Regions from separate parts of the Gossypium hirsutum genome. Here all the other regions are linked to region 1. A link is a contact called in public Hi-C data. All regions are on one chromosome and are shown on one strand. Each heading gives the region's core, a stretch centred on a gene start, on an enhancer-like site or on the middle of the called end of the contact. The rest is flanking DNA. Distances are from core to core; before and after follow the strand shown.

What was found. Hi-C and Micro-C count contacts between places; a contact is called where the count stands out from the background.
Region 2: a contact with region 1 is called in a Hi-C map of leaf, with 3 times the contacts expected there. The contact joins the promoter of LOC107910529 here to the promoter of LOC107910521 in region 1. A contact is called at or near these places in 11 of 34 Hi-C or Micro-C datasets (callus, hypocotyl, leaf and 1 more).
Region 3: a contact with region 1 is called in a Hi-C map of leaf, with 1.7 times the contacts expected there. The contact joins the promoter of LOC107910525 here to the promoter of LOC107910521 in region 1. A contact is called at or near these places in 5 of 34 Hi-C or Micro-C datasets (anther and leaf).

What each region holds. Positions count from the first base shown.
Region 1 is chrD02:8,951,551-8,955,935 of Gossypium_hirsutum_v2.1, reverse strand. LOC107910521 reads left to right here and starts at 2,255. Exons shown (of 1, transcript XM_016838375.2): 1 at 2,255-3,652. The coding sequence starts at 2,644. The coding sequence ends at 3,435. It overlaps LOC107910520 (50S ribosomal protein L3-2, mitochondrial), which reads left to right. Exons shown (of 5, transcript XM_041088248.1): 4 at 926-1,039; 5 at 1,280-1,695. The coding sequence ends at 1,453.
Region 2 is chrD02:8,774,152-8,778,536 of Gossypium_hirsutum_v2.1, reverse strand. It overlaps LOC107910529 (DNA-directed RNA polymerase III subunit RPC6), which reads left to right and starts at 1,985. Exons shown (of 2, transcript XM_016838384.2): 1 at 1,985-2,157; 2 at 3,471-4,385. The coding sequence starts at 3,472. The coding sequence ends at 4,164. It overlaps LOC107910526 (novel plant SNARE 13), which reads left to right. Exons shown (of 10, transcript XM_016838379.2): 10 at 1-90.
Region 3 is chrD02:8,800,178-8,804,562 of Gossypium_hirsutum_v2.1, reverse strand. It overlaps LOC107910525 (rRNA-processing protein fcf2), which reads left to right and starts at 2,288. Exons shown (of 6, transcript XM_016838378.2): 1 at 2,288-2,468; 2 at 2,806-3,060; 3 at 3,139-3,199; 4 at 3,983-4,057; 5 at 4,195-4,310. The coding sequence starts at 2,813.

The DNA.
Region 1 (4,385 bases), core at 1,006-3,505:
CTTTCTACTTTAGAAGTTTATTATTTTGCCTTGTTTATACTTTATTGCATTGATGTGGTCGTATGATGAGATAGTTTTTATCTCGTAGATATTCAATTATATGCTGTTTTTCTATTTATACATGTCCTCTTTTTAATGGAAATATTCTAACTGGTAGATGTGCTTGTGGATACTTTTTTGCATATTATTTCCATTCAAGATGATAACTTCTTAAGCTTTAGTGAGACAAATATCTTCAATTCTAGCTGACATTCTTGTTCATCATAGAAATTGCTAGTAGAGCATATTTTTAGGTGTTTAAGCATGATAAGAATAAATCCCAAGATAGTTGGATAAGTAATTACTTCTTTCCCATATAGCTTAAGCTTCTTTATTTGTGAAGCTTCCTTGTGGACACTTCATCCAGTCATGTTCATTTGATTGGTTCATTCTTGTAACAATATTTGTTTTTCCCCTACACCTCTTACTATTTGAGCAGGCTTTTCAATTATATTTCTCAAAAACACTGAAGCAGTTATGTTTATCTGAACTAATAACTTCATTGTTGGAAACAAAATCATTAGGCCTATTACAGCTTTCCGTGCAGGATTCTTTTCTTACCCTTGTTGATATGATTGATTCAATTCAATAATGTGATTTTATTCTGCATAGTTATTTTTGTGTAGACTTTTTGCTGATGTTTTTGACTGATGTAATTAATTGAGGGGAAAAATAGTTTTACAAACTCTGTAGTTGATTACTACTCAGTTCTAATTATCAAGTCATTGATGTTGTGGTTTTACTGTACTTTTGCATGGAGCCAGGTCAAGGCATTGATGCATTGTCAACCTAATCTTCATTACAACTCTTGTATTCATTTGTTCATCAGTCTTTACCATAAGGAATGCCCTTGAGTCATAATTGACAATCAATTATTGTTATGTAGGTATTTAAAGGGAAAAAGATGCCTGGGCACATGGGTGCGAAGACAAGAACAGTTAAAAATGTGTGGGTATACAAGATAGATCCTGCAAGGAATTTGATGTGGGTGAGGGGTCAGGTATGGTTTTCTTATTTTAAGTGCTTAAGCATTTTGAATGGAAAAAATCAGGAGGCTATAGCCTTTGCACAACAGTTGCAAGCTTCCAAATCCGATGTTTGTCATAAAAATAAGGGACTAACCCCCTTCAAAGGATGGGAACAAATTACATTGCATCCGAAGTTCTTAACCATCTAATCTGTTGTATTTGTATAGCTTTTTATCGGCAGTATTGTTTAGGGATTTGGTTATTGTTTACAGGTCCCAGGTGCTAAAGGGAACTTTGTCTTCATAAAGGATTCTGTTTACAAGAAACCCGATGTTTCAATGCTTCCGTTCCCGACTTATTTTGCAGCAGAAGATGAGGATGAAACAAATATAGGGCCTCTGGTTGCTGATCTTGGAGAGGTAGATCCGTTTATGGTAGCTGATTGACGTGGGGCGGAGTTTGAGTTGGTTGTGGGATGGCAGATTAATTTCCGGACCAGTTAACTTGCGGAATAGTAAGAAGTTGGTTTGTGTCCTAGTTATTTGGTTTTAGGAAGGAATGTAATATGAGATAATGGTTATAGAGTTGAAGGTTGATGTATGAATTTTTGAAGCAAATTGAGCATTGATTTTTCTGTAACAGGAATGGAGTTATTTTAAATAAATGAAAGGAAACCTGAAATTTTGCTTTTGCGAGTACAAACTTATAGGACATTAGATATAATAACTGTTGATAACATCTTTTTTATACTTTTAAATGGATGTTAAACTTGAATTAAATAGTAATGCAAGATTTTGAACTCATTTAGGCTAACATTACATGCTATGAAAACTTTCAAGGAGTATGAAATACTATCAATAAATGAGACGAGTTCAAATGAACAAAGTTTTGATGTATTTGTTTGTTTATTTTTGAAGTTATTCGTGTTTGTTTAAAATTTTAATATTATGTTCTTAACTCAGTTTATTATTTGATGTTTGATATGTTTAGTCTAACTAAATATAAATGTAAAAATAAAGGGAAAATGCTATTTAAGTATTTTCCATAGGAAATATTATCTTCAAATAAGCGAGTTTATAAATAAACAAGTTGGTGAACATAAATAGACTGTTGAAACTTATTCATTTAATAAATAACCGTATGTTCATTCACAGCTGAATCCATCTGCAACTCATACCCGGTCTTATTTACATGCCTGATGAAAAGGCCGTAGATAAGCATTGTATTATAGTTGTTTAGGCTAATGGGCCTCTATCCCATATTGGGCATTTCTTTCCATTACCAAATTCTGAAGACAGACATTATTATCCTAGTCACTTTAAGCAAAATCAAACCAAGTACCCAATTGCAGCATCTCTCTCTCTAATTTCCAATCTCCCCCCTCTTCCTCTCTGTATGATGTACTGTAGTGTGTACTGTAACAACACAATTAAGTTGGGTCTTTTCCGACAGACAGACAGACAGACAGACAGGCAGACAACCAAATGAAAATCACTAATCTGCTTTGAGTCTTTTGACCACCCACACTCAAAACCCCTTCACTTTCCCTCTTCCTACATCCTAGCCTTGTCAAGGAACTTACTTAGTGTTGGATATTATCCCCCACATTTGGGATTTTTCATTTTGCCTTCCGGGCATGAAGCGGGATCAGCTGTCCGAATGCGGGGGCTGCGGCGCCCCTGAGCGTTTCCTACTCCACAACCTCCGCCACAGAGCCAGCTATCGACGTCTCTGCACCAACTGCGTCCTCAAGAACCACCAGGGCCTCTTCTGCCCCATTTGCCTCGAAGTTTTCAACGAGTCCCCTCCCCCTCACCAGCGCCTCATCTGCCTCAAATGCCCTTCCATTTCTCACCTTTCTTGCTCCTCCTCTTCCCTCTCGCCTTCCTCCTTTACCTGTCCCCCTTGCTCCAACCCTAATTTCTCTTTCTTCAATCTCACCCCCACTAAGAAACCCAAGTCAACGCCCGATCATCCTCCCGGATCTACCCTCGACGGCGACGACGACAACAACAAGACGACGAACACGAGGGTTATTGACAAGGAAGCGGCTAAGGCACTTCTAGCTGCTGCTAAGATTGCTGCCGCCTCTATGACCAAAGCTGCCGCTGTTGCGAAAGTGGAGGCTGAGCGGAGGGTCAAAGAGGCTACTTTGGCAAAGAAGAGAGCCAAAGAGGCTCTCGAGAGACTCGCCTTGTTGGCCCGGAAGGATAATGATAGACATAAGTCGTCCCTCGTAGGCATTCCCAAATCTAAACCTGATGCTGCCATTGCTGCTGCTGCTGACGCCAAAGCAAACTCTTTATCCCTTCCATCTCCTATTCCCGATAAGGGAAACAATGGGTCGTATTCAGTTTCTGCTGCTAATGTATCCATTTCAATCCCCAAGTTGCAGCGTCAACAAAGCACTCATGGTATGCCTAATTGATCATTGGTGATTCCAACAATCTCAGTAAAGTGTTTGTTTTCGTTTGTTGGTATTTAGCCTTTCTGTTCATGGGAACCATATGTCAAATCTTTGTAGAGATGATTTAGGAAGAGAGTAGCCTGTTTTTCTGTATTCAGTAAGCTTTTTGTTTGCATTCAATTGTAGCTTTCTCTATTGCCCTGTATGTATTTTTCATTAAGCTCGTTGTTTCTGTTTATTTGCTTCACCTTTAACCCTTCTTATGCCAAAACTAAAGCTCTCTGGACTTTCTGTTCTTACAAAATTACAAGAAAAAGAAGTGTCAAAATTATCTTTAGATGCTTTGCACCCTTGATATGTCCTTTAATTAAGTGAATCATGATGGCATACCTGGGATTATCTCTCACTTTAGAATGCTATTATGCTGTATTTTCAGGGGAGCAGGTTATGCTATTGCTTCCCATTATGTAAGTGCAGTTAGTCCTGGAATAAGTTGATCAGGACTTGAGCCTTCATTGTTAACTTACACAAAATCCTATATCTTTTTGAATTTTATTGCGATTTTTTCTTTGTTGTCTTGCAAGCTTTGTTAGAAAGGCATCAATTTCTAGTAAAAAAGTTTGGTATTATCCTTTTCATAGGTTTGTTTTTGTTGCTTAATTCTTATATGATTACCTAATTCTACACTGCATTGGAGAACAGAAGCATTCAATTCTCCCACCCTATTCCTCCCATTTCTTTGTATCTATTAAATGTTATGTGGCGACAGTGAGTTGATTTTAGCAGTTATTGTTGAAGAAGAAATCAGTCGCTTTCTAAATTGAGTGCTGATTCCATCGGATTGTATATTGCCTCAATGGATTAAAGGTTCTTTGGGGCTTTGGTTCTGTCGCTCTAGTAAAATCTCAGATAATGGGCAAAGGTCACTCCTGCAGTAGGAGAGTACTACGGGTCAGGGGCATGCTGAGTTT
Region 2 (4,385 bases), core at 736-3,235, 180 kb after region 1:
TGAAGATTATTGTAGGGTTAGAAATAAGTCATTTCTGAAGTGAATTCCTTATAATTTTCAAATGTCCTTGGGGGATATATTTTATTCTAACTTTCTAGAATATACATGTATGAATTTTGTGGCCAAGCTCATCTCAACCAAAAATAGGTATCTGGACTGGGTTAGCCTAGAACCAGAACTGGAGCTTATCATAAAACTAGTGCTCAGCTACCAACTTGCTGAGCATTTGTGACCTCGCTGTGATCATTTGTGAATGACAAATATTGAGCCCAGTTATGGTAGACTCCGAAAAAACAACAGAGGAAAGGGCAATCAGTATCCAGTCTTTTAGAACGCCAGCCAGCGACCCCGAAGGTGACAGCTCCAGTTCTTCCAAGCTCAGAGCCCAATGCAGAAAGAGAAATGGAGAAGAAGATCCGGTAACTCGATTGTATCTGTGAAACTGCAATCCTAGGCTTTCCCAGCAAAAGGCACAAAAGTACCGAACTTCAAAAAGGAGAGATCAAACATTGACCCTTCAGCCACCGGTATATTTGCACGGGAATATAAATTAATATATAATATAATAAGATATACGTACATTAAAATTTGCCAGCGAGTTGGGCATTTGTGTTTTTATTTAATTTTTATTCATGTTTCAAAAAGCTCATTTTCTTTTTTTTTAAAAAAATTAAAAGTAATTTTGAAAATTTTAAGAGATAATAATTATAAATATTAAATTATAAGAGATAATATGATTTTAACGTGAAAGCCACATTAAGAGAAATATCTTACTTTTTATTTTTAATTCTAATATTTTTTCTTTTAGATTTCTACTTGCACTTCTTTGCAAATTTAAGGTATTTTTATTTTTTTAATATTTTATTGTTTACTATAATCTTCTAAGGTTTTTCATTCAAAATTTTTTCTACTTTTTTATTTTTATTTTTTCCCCCCTTATTCCAGATCTTACTTGAACTTAACTGATCAAAATGTTTTATGAAGCAACATTCGTTCACATACGTATTATCTAAGTTAGAACAAAAATTACAGGGCCATCTTTCTCAATCTTTATTTTAAGGTGTTGTAATTGTTTGTAATTACACAAAAATTGGTGGGTGTTTTACTTAATTGAGTATAATTGGAGCATCCCAATTATATTTTCCAATTCTTAGGAGGGAAGGTGAAATTTGAAGTAATTATTTTCCAATTATATTTCCCAAGAATTGGTGGGTTTCACGTTATGACTTTCCAAACACTCATAAATTATTTAAATTTCAGAAATTATTTTTTATATAAATTTAAATTATAAAAATTATATTATAAGCATAAACACGTATAACTATTTGAGATGATTATGACGAAAAATTCTAAATTTATATTATAAATCTTAAAAAATTATATTATAAAAAATTATGTGCATTTTATAAAATTATAACCACAAATTATATTATTTAAAATCTAGAAAATTTTTATGATCAAAAAGTATATTATAAAAAAAGAATTTACATTTTAGATTAAAGTGTTATAATATGCTTACTATAAAAAAATTATGAAAAAGAAGTATAGAGATTGCATATCTATGCTATATATTATAAAAAATAATATACTTATTTATAAAAAAATATTTGACTTGCAAATTCTTTAATTACATTAAAGCCTAAAAATGTGATTAAGAAGATATTTGATATTCTAAAAGAAAATATTTTTCGTATTAACAAAATCACCTGAGTATAACATAAATAAAATAAAATAAAAGAAGCAACGTTAGAAATGTGGTTGAGGGTTAATTTTTTAAAATTATGATCAAATTAATATATGTCAAAGTTTAGGGTTAAATTTATTGTTATATCATTTTTTTCACTGCCACATTAATTTCTCGTGAACCAAAATGACCAAACTATGTAACGTGGGTGCTTAAATTGTAAAACTTTTTGGAACCTAAAATGAAAATTTTAATAGTTAGGTGACTATATGTATAGTTTACCCTTTTTTTCAAATATAAGGAAAAAAATCCTCCCTAACAGAGCCTTATTATAGTTTCCCGTAAAACTCCCATCTCTATTCCGTCTTCACTTCACACGTTCCCCGCCTCCAAACAAACCTCTCTCACCACCACTCTGTCACTGCCTCCTAACCCCTCTCTTGCCTTTCAAGTTTCCGGCGAAATTAATTCATGTAAGTTTAGAAACCCTAAACTTAAGTTAGGAATTAGATTTCTATATAAAATCATTGGAGATTTCTTTTTTTTGAGTTTTATGCATCACCATGAAGCAACGACATGGCTATTCCGCCTTCGTACCGGTGTCGTACGGGTGTCCGACAGGCCACGGATACGCCGGAATACGATAACCCATTCGTATTCTTCCACAGCTTTCTTGAACTGCAAATTCGTGTAATCAGATAACCTTTTAGCTGTTGTCGTTGACGGCGCTGCATACATACGAGTACATTGTTGCAGTTCAATAAAGCTGTGGGAAGATACAAACAGGGCCAAAAGTCTGATTTAAAATTCAACGCTCAGTGCTTCTTGACATGATCTGAGTATGAATATATAGATTATAGGTCAATGATTTCCATGGATTAGTTGTACCTAAATGTGTTTTCTCTGTGTTCTTTTTCGGTACAATCGAAGCTTACGTTACAATGGACGCGATGTTAATATTAAAACTCGAATTTGTCTCTCTTGCATTAAGCACTGTAAGAAAAAGGAGATAGAAAGGGGAATGATAAACTGTAATTTTGGTGCTTGGAATTTTCTATAGGTTTAGATTCTTGTTTTTGCTGTGTTTTTCTATTTTTTCTCCTCACAGTTCGTTTTTGGATCTTAATGGTGTTCTGTCCTAATTTTTGTTTTAACTATATAACAGAGTTGCTAGTACTCGAATAATGAGCATTAAAGTTCTTGTTATATTGAATGTTACCTTAAGGATCACTTGCATTATTAGCCATTTGGCCTAGCCTGTCTCATTTGAAAAATCCCCACCCAATTAATCAAAGTCACCATACTTAAAAGTTCATCAAATTTCATTTTGAAATTGAAAATGAAGCTTTATATAACCCTACCTTTTTTTAGTATAATAAATAAAAGTATATAAAAAATATTTTTTATTGCCGTGTCCTGCCATACCCGTTTTGTGTGTCCGTGCTTCTAGTGCATCACTCTGTTATATTTGATTCTTTTTTCCCTTTTTGATCATACTGCCTGTTACTCTGTCTCATCTCATTTCTTTCTCTCTGTTTACTTTGTTGAGAAAGTGAATGTTTTTTTAAAGACGTCAGTTTAGCAGAAATAGTGAACCGTTACTGATCCATTACGCTGCTATTCGCAGCCAGGATCTGCCACTATTGATGTGCTACTGAGGTCTTTAGCAGTGGCGGACAATGCTGCTACTGTGAAAACAATAAGAAATTTATACAAAATTTGTATATATATATTTTCTGATAATTTAATATTCAATTAATTTCTTATTTTATTTTTTATATGTTAGAATGAATGCAAAAAGGAAACGCCCGGATACGGTTTCTGATTCTGTAACAGAACAAGAACGAATTGTTCATGAAGTAATCCGAAGCAAGCAAGACATGGGAATATCGCAACAAGACATGAAACGTGAAATTAATCTTCACAGCAACCTAATCGCCAAATGTATTAAGTCACTGGTATCTAAGAATCTCATAAAAGAAGTGAAAAACATCCACAGCCGGAGACAGAAGCATTATATGTCCGCGGAGGTTGAGCCTTCCAATGAAATAACTGGTGGGGCATGGTATGTTGAAGGTAGCCTCGACAAGGAGTACATTAATGTTTTGAAAGAGCAGTGTTGGAGGAAGATTTATGGTTTGAAAGTTGCTACTTTGGAAGGGATTGCGGATGCTATCAAGAGGAGCAATGTTTCACAGATTGAATTGTCGAAACAGCAGGTTGAAGAGATTGTGAAGGCTTTGGTTTTGGATAATGAGGTTATGGAAGTGAGAAGTACTGGAACGGGGGAGTTTGCGTCAATTCCAGTTGGGAAAGCTTGCTATAAATGTGCTGGTAAGAGAGGTTATGGAGGAGAACCCAAGCTTGGTGCCTTGGCTTCCGTTCCTTGTGGAGTTTGTCCGCAGATAAGTCGTTGCACCCCTGATGGAATAATCTCTCCCATCACCTGTGAATATTACAAGAAATGGTTAGAGTTTTAGTTTGATTGCATATTTTAGATAGTTGATGGTTGATGGATTTGAGTGGCTGGCCAAAATTTTACATTCCTGAATGTTTTTTTTTTAAGTCTAGGTTGATATATATTGCTCATTTGGATTGTTGGTTCTTGCTTATTGCTTGTTTGCGTAACTCTTTATTTCTTTCTTTGAATGATACAATGATTTGATTATTTCTGCAAGTGTGAACTGATCCTTGATAAAAC
Region 3 (4,385 bases), core at 1,039-3,538, 150 kb after region 1:
ACTTCTTGGTTGTTAATCGTTTAATTTCCTAAATTGTTCTTTGTTGTGTTCGTAGTTAATTAATTTTGTTAATTTTAATTTTTAATCAATCACTCGAGTGTATCGGTTAAATAATTGAAAGACGGTAATTACTAGTACATTTAGTCTTCGTGGGAACGATATCTTTGTTTACCGTAATTATATTATTAATTGATAGGTGCACTTACCTTAGTCAAGTTTTTAGTTAGTTTACAACGCATCAGGAAATTCAACATTAATAACCCCTTTTTATAAAAGTTTAAGGAGCAAAACGTGCTCAAAAAACATGGCAATGTGTTCCCAAGTAAGCTGCTCCTCAAGCTAATACGAGAGTGACACGTGGCCCATCATCCAATAACAATCAGCTCTCACATCAATTACGCCAACTATAGAGCATGTCCCGGCTTAAACTATATTTCCATCAAATTAACATTTATCTCAAGTTTCAAATGTTTTCAAACCATTGAACTCCTAAAATGTCCTTAATTTTTTTTTCTAAGTCTAAATACTTACACTCCCTAAAAAGCTAATATGAGAGTGACACGTGGCCCATCATCCAATAACAATCAGCTCTCACATCAATTATGCCAACTATAGAGCATGTCCTGCCTTAAACTATATTCATTAAATTAACATTTATCTCAAGTTTCAAATGTTTTCAAACTATTGAACTCCTAAAATGTCCTTAAATTTTTTTTCAAAGTCTAAATACTTACACTTCCTAAAAGGATTACACTTTTCAAGATAATTACCTTGCGCCCTGCCACATTTGAAAAACTAATTTTCCTAATAATTTTGTTTAGAAAATTATCTAAAATGCCAACTAGTTATTAATGTGCTCATATGCTAAAAATATGTTAAGTAAGAATATTAATTTTTTTTGTTAAAAATAATTTAATGGTGTTTTTGTTAGTGATTTAATTTGTTAATAATTAAAATGGAATGATTTAATTTGATTAGATTAAATATTTATTATTTATTAAAAATGATTTTAGGTTCATAGTAATTATATCTAAATTATATAAACTAAATTATACGTCATGAGTAAAGACAAAATTATATAAAAAACTAAAAAAAAAACTCAACACTAAGGATGGAATTATACAGAGAAATTTAAATATTTAACTTAACCAATCATCTATTTTGAGATTTATATTAAAACTATAATTTCAATTATTTAAAAAAAAGTTATAAAATTATTGACAAACATAAACATTCTTATAATAAAATTCATTTAAAAAAGTTGAAGTTTTCTTTCAATTTTTTAAATCCTTTTCAATTGAGACCATGATAAAATGTAAAAAAAAAATCAATCAACTAAACATTAATATTTTTCAACAATTTAATTTTTTTAAATGTGTTTGACAACCCATCATGAAGACTACTAGGTTATTATTTTTCTACAAAAAGAATAAAAAATTATAAGTAAATATTTCTCTCTTAAGAGAGAATAAATTCGATTATATTTTTATTTTATTTTATTTCATTTAAGATCATATTATTTTATATTAAACAATCTAATTATATTTAATTTTAAGTAATATATCAAATAAATTTTATAACTTATTTTTTAATACTTATTTTTTTCATGTTATCGAAGATAGCCTTAATTGATTCCTTGTACCTCGTAACAAAGTTTATTAGTATAAATTTAACTTATTATTATTAGGGTAAACTATAAATTGAATCACTTATGTATGGTTTAAATTACATTTTGTTCATCAAACTTTAAAAATGTTATGATATGGTCACTAGGATTATCAATTCTTGACATTTTGGCCATTTATTCAGTCTTGTTCTTGACATTTTTTGGGCTAACAAAATGAGGTTTTAGATTCTTAAAAGTTGGAGAAAAAAAATTTTAGGTCCCTTAAAATGTGGTAAAAAAATTTTGACCCCTTAAAATTTGGCAAAAAAAATTGACTTTTAAAAGTTAAAAATTTTTGAGCCCTTAAAAACTAGAAAACAATATTTTGAACTTCTTTTAACCTTACGCCCTGGACGGCCACACTTCCAAACGACCCCAGAGTCGAGCCTAAACTTAGTATTAGGGTAAACTATGAATTGAATCACTTCTGAATATTTTAAATTACGTTTTGTTCATGAAACTTAAAAAAAATTATAATTAGGTTATTATCATTATCGATTATTGACATTTTAATCACTACACCGTTAATGACCAAAATATAACAAATTAATAATATTATTCATTTTGAAATTCAACCACCAAAAACATAAATTTAAATCACACATAATTTACCCTTATTATTTGACGAACTAACTGTCTATTGACTATTACAATATAAAAGATCTCATTAAAATTTTCCGACCCTGTCCAACCCTCTTCACACATCCCCCGCCGCCAAACAAACCTCTCGCCACCACTCTGTCACAGCATCGTAAACCCTCTCTTGCCTTCAAATTTCCGACTGACCTCGAAATTAAATAAGGTAATTTTTTGAAACCCTAAACTTGAAGGTTGATTTCTATTTACACTCTCCTATATTTGGTTTCCTGTTTTCGATCCTATTGCTTGTTACTCTTTTTTATCGAATTTTTTATAAACCTATCGGTTCAGCTGAAGTAGCGAACAGTTATCCCCTTATTGTCTGTTAGACTGTTATTTGCGGCCGGGATCCGCTGCTATTGATGTAAATTGATTTGCACCGCTATTGATGTCTTTGGCGGTGGCGAACAGTGCCGCTAGCTTCGCCACCTCTATTTTGAAATCTTGCTTGGAACATTGCTTTATTTCCTCAAATTTCATACTTTCAACTTGAGCGACAGGATACACATGCCAGAAAGTAAGGCGGTGATTGGTCTGAGATGGGAGCCCAAGCTCCCTGCATTGCCTTTCCAATCTAAAACCACCTCTATGTCTGGTTCTGGGTCTGTTTCTAGATCCCGGAATGAGCCCCAAAGCACTTCCCTCTGGAAACCCAATCAACAACTCATCGATGGCCTTTTTCTACCGCCTAATGATGCTTCTAAGGTTAACAAGTTGCTCAGAAAGCAAGTCAAAGACACTGCTGGCACCGCCTGGTATTCGTCATATTTCCCCCTTTTTTTGCCTTTTTTTTTTACCCGCCCACATATAACTCCCAATTCTTACTTCAACAGGTTTGATATGCCTGCGCCAACTCTCACCCCAGAGTTGAAGAAAGATCTTCAATTACTCAAGGTGCTCTTTTGCATTCCCATTTGTTTATGTATCTTTGTAAATTTTATCTTTTGCAGCATTCGCTTTTTTGATGTTGAGCCTTGTCTAGGGCGCAAGGCACACTTTAGGCACTAAAACCCTTATGTTACCTTAGGTGCAAGGCGCAAAACAAGTGCTAACCCAAGTGAAGTGAAGCTCTATATGTGTGTGAGTTTTTGCATGTGTGTATATAGCTTAAGATATATAGTGAAATCTAAAGTATGGTCTAGTTTATTTACAAAAATTTGAACATTTTTTGTTGTCCAATGTGCATGATTTCCTCATGGCCAATTTTTATTGTTGAATGCTCAAATATTGAGAAGTATAGGGTTTGATATTATTCCTTTTCTAATTAAAGGTTTATCAAACGAAAAAAGTGAAAAATAAAAGAAATTAAAGAGAACTTCAATCATATGGATCTTTTCTATGCCTATTGCCTTACAAAAATGTGCACCTAGTCAAATATGCCTCACCTGAATGGGTTTGAGGCACTTTTGTTGCATAATGCTAAGGCGCAGGTGCGCCTAGTTGCACACCTTGACAAAAGTGGATCATGTTGTTTTATACCCGATGGTTGATTGCCATATCTTCAGTTCATGTTCAAAACTAATGACCCTACCAAGATAATTGCCTTGATTTTTAGTTTGAATTTTACTTGACTAGATTTTTTATTCTAGGGGTTTATTGTTTTAGGATATTAAATGTTCATGGTTTCCAATGGGCCTAATTCTTGGCATTGGCTACTTGTGTGTGTTTGTGATACAGTTGAGGGGAGCCATTGATCCCAAGAGACACTATAAAAAGGAATCAAAATCCAATGCACTGCCGAAGTATTTCCAGGCAAGTTTACTACTTTAGTATAATGCAAAGCAATACACGAGGACATGATGAGACTTTGTGTTGTTTTTATTGTCCTTCTATTTTATGTGCATCCTAATTGGTTTATCTGCAATATTTAATCTTTGGCAATCAAGCAGGTGGGAACTGTGGTAGAATCTGTGACAGACTACTACTCAGGTAGAATGACAAAGAAGGAGAAGAAGCCAACCCTTGCTGATGAGCTGCTTTCTGACCCTGCTGTTAGGCAATACAGGTGAGATATTGGATTGATAAGTTCCTTCAGATGTCATTTATTTCCAGTTAAATGCTTGATAGCATTGTATAATAC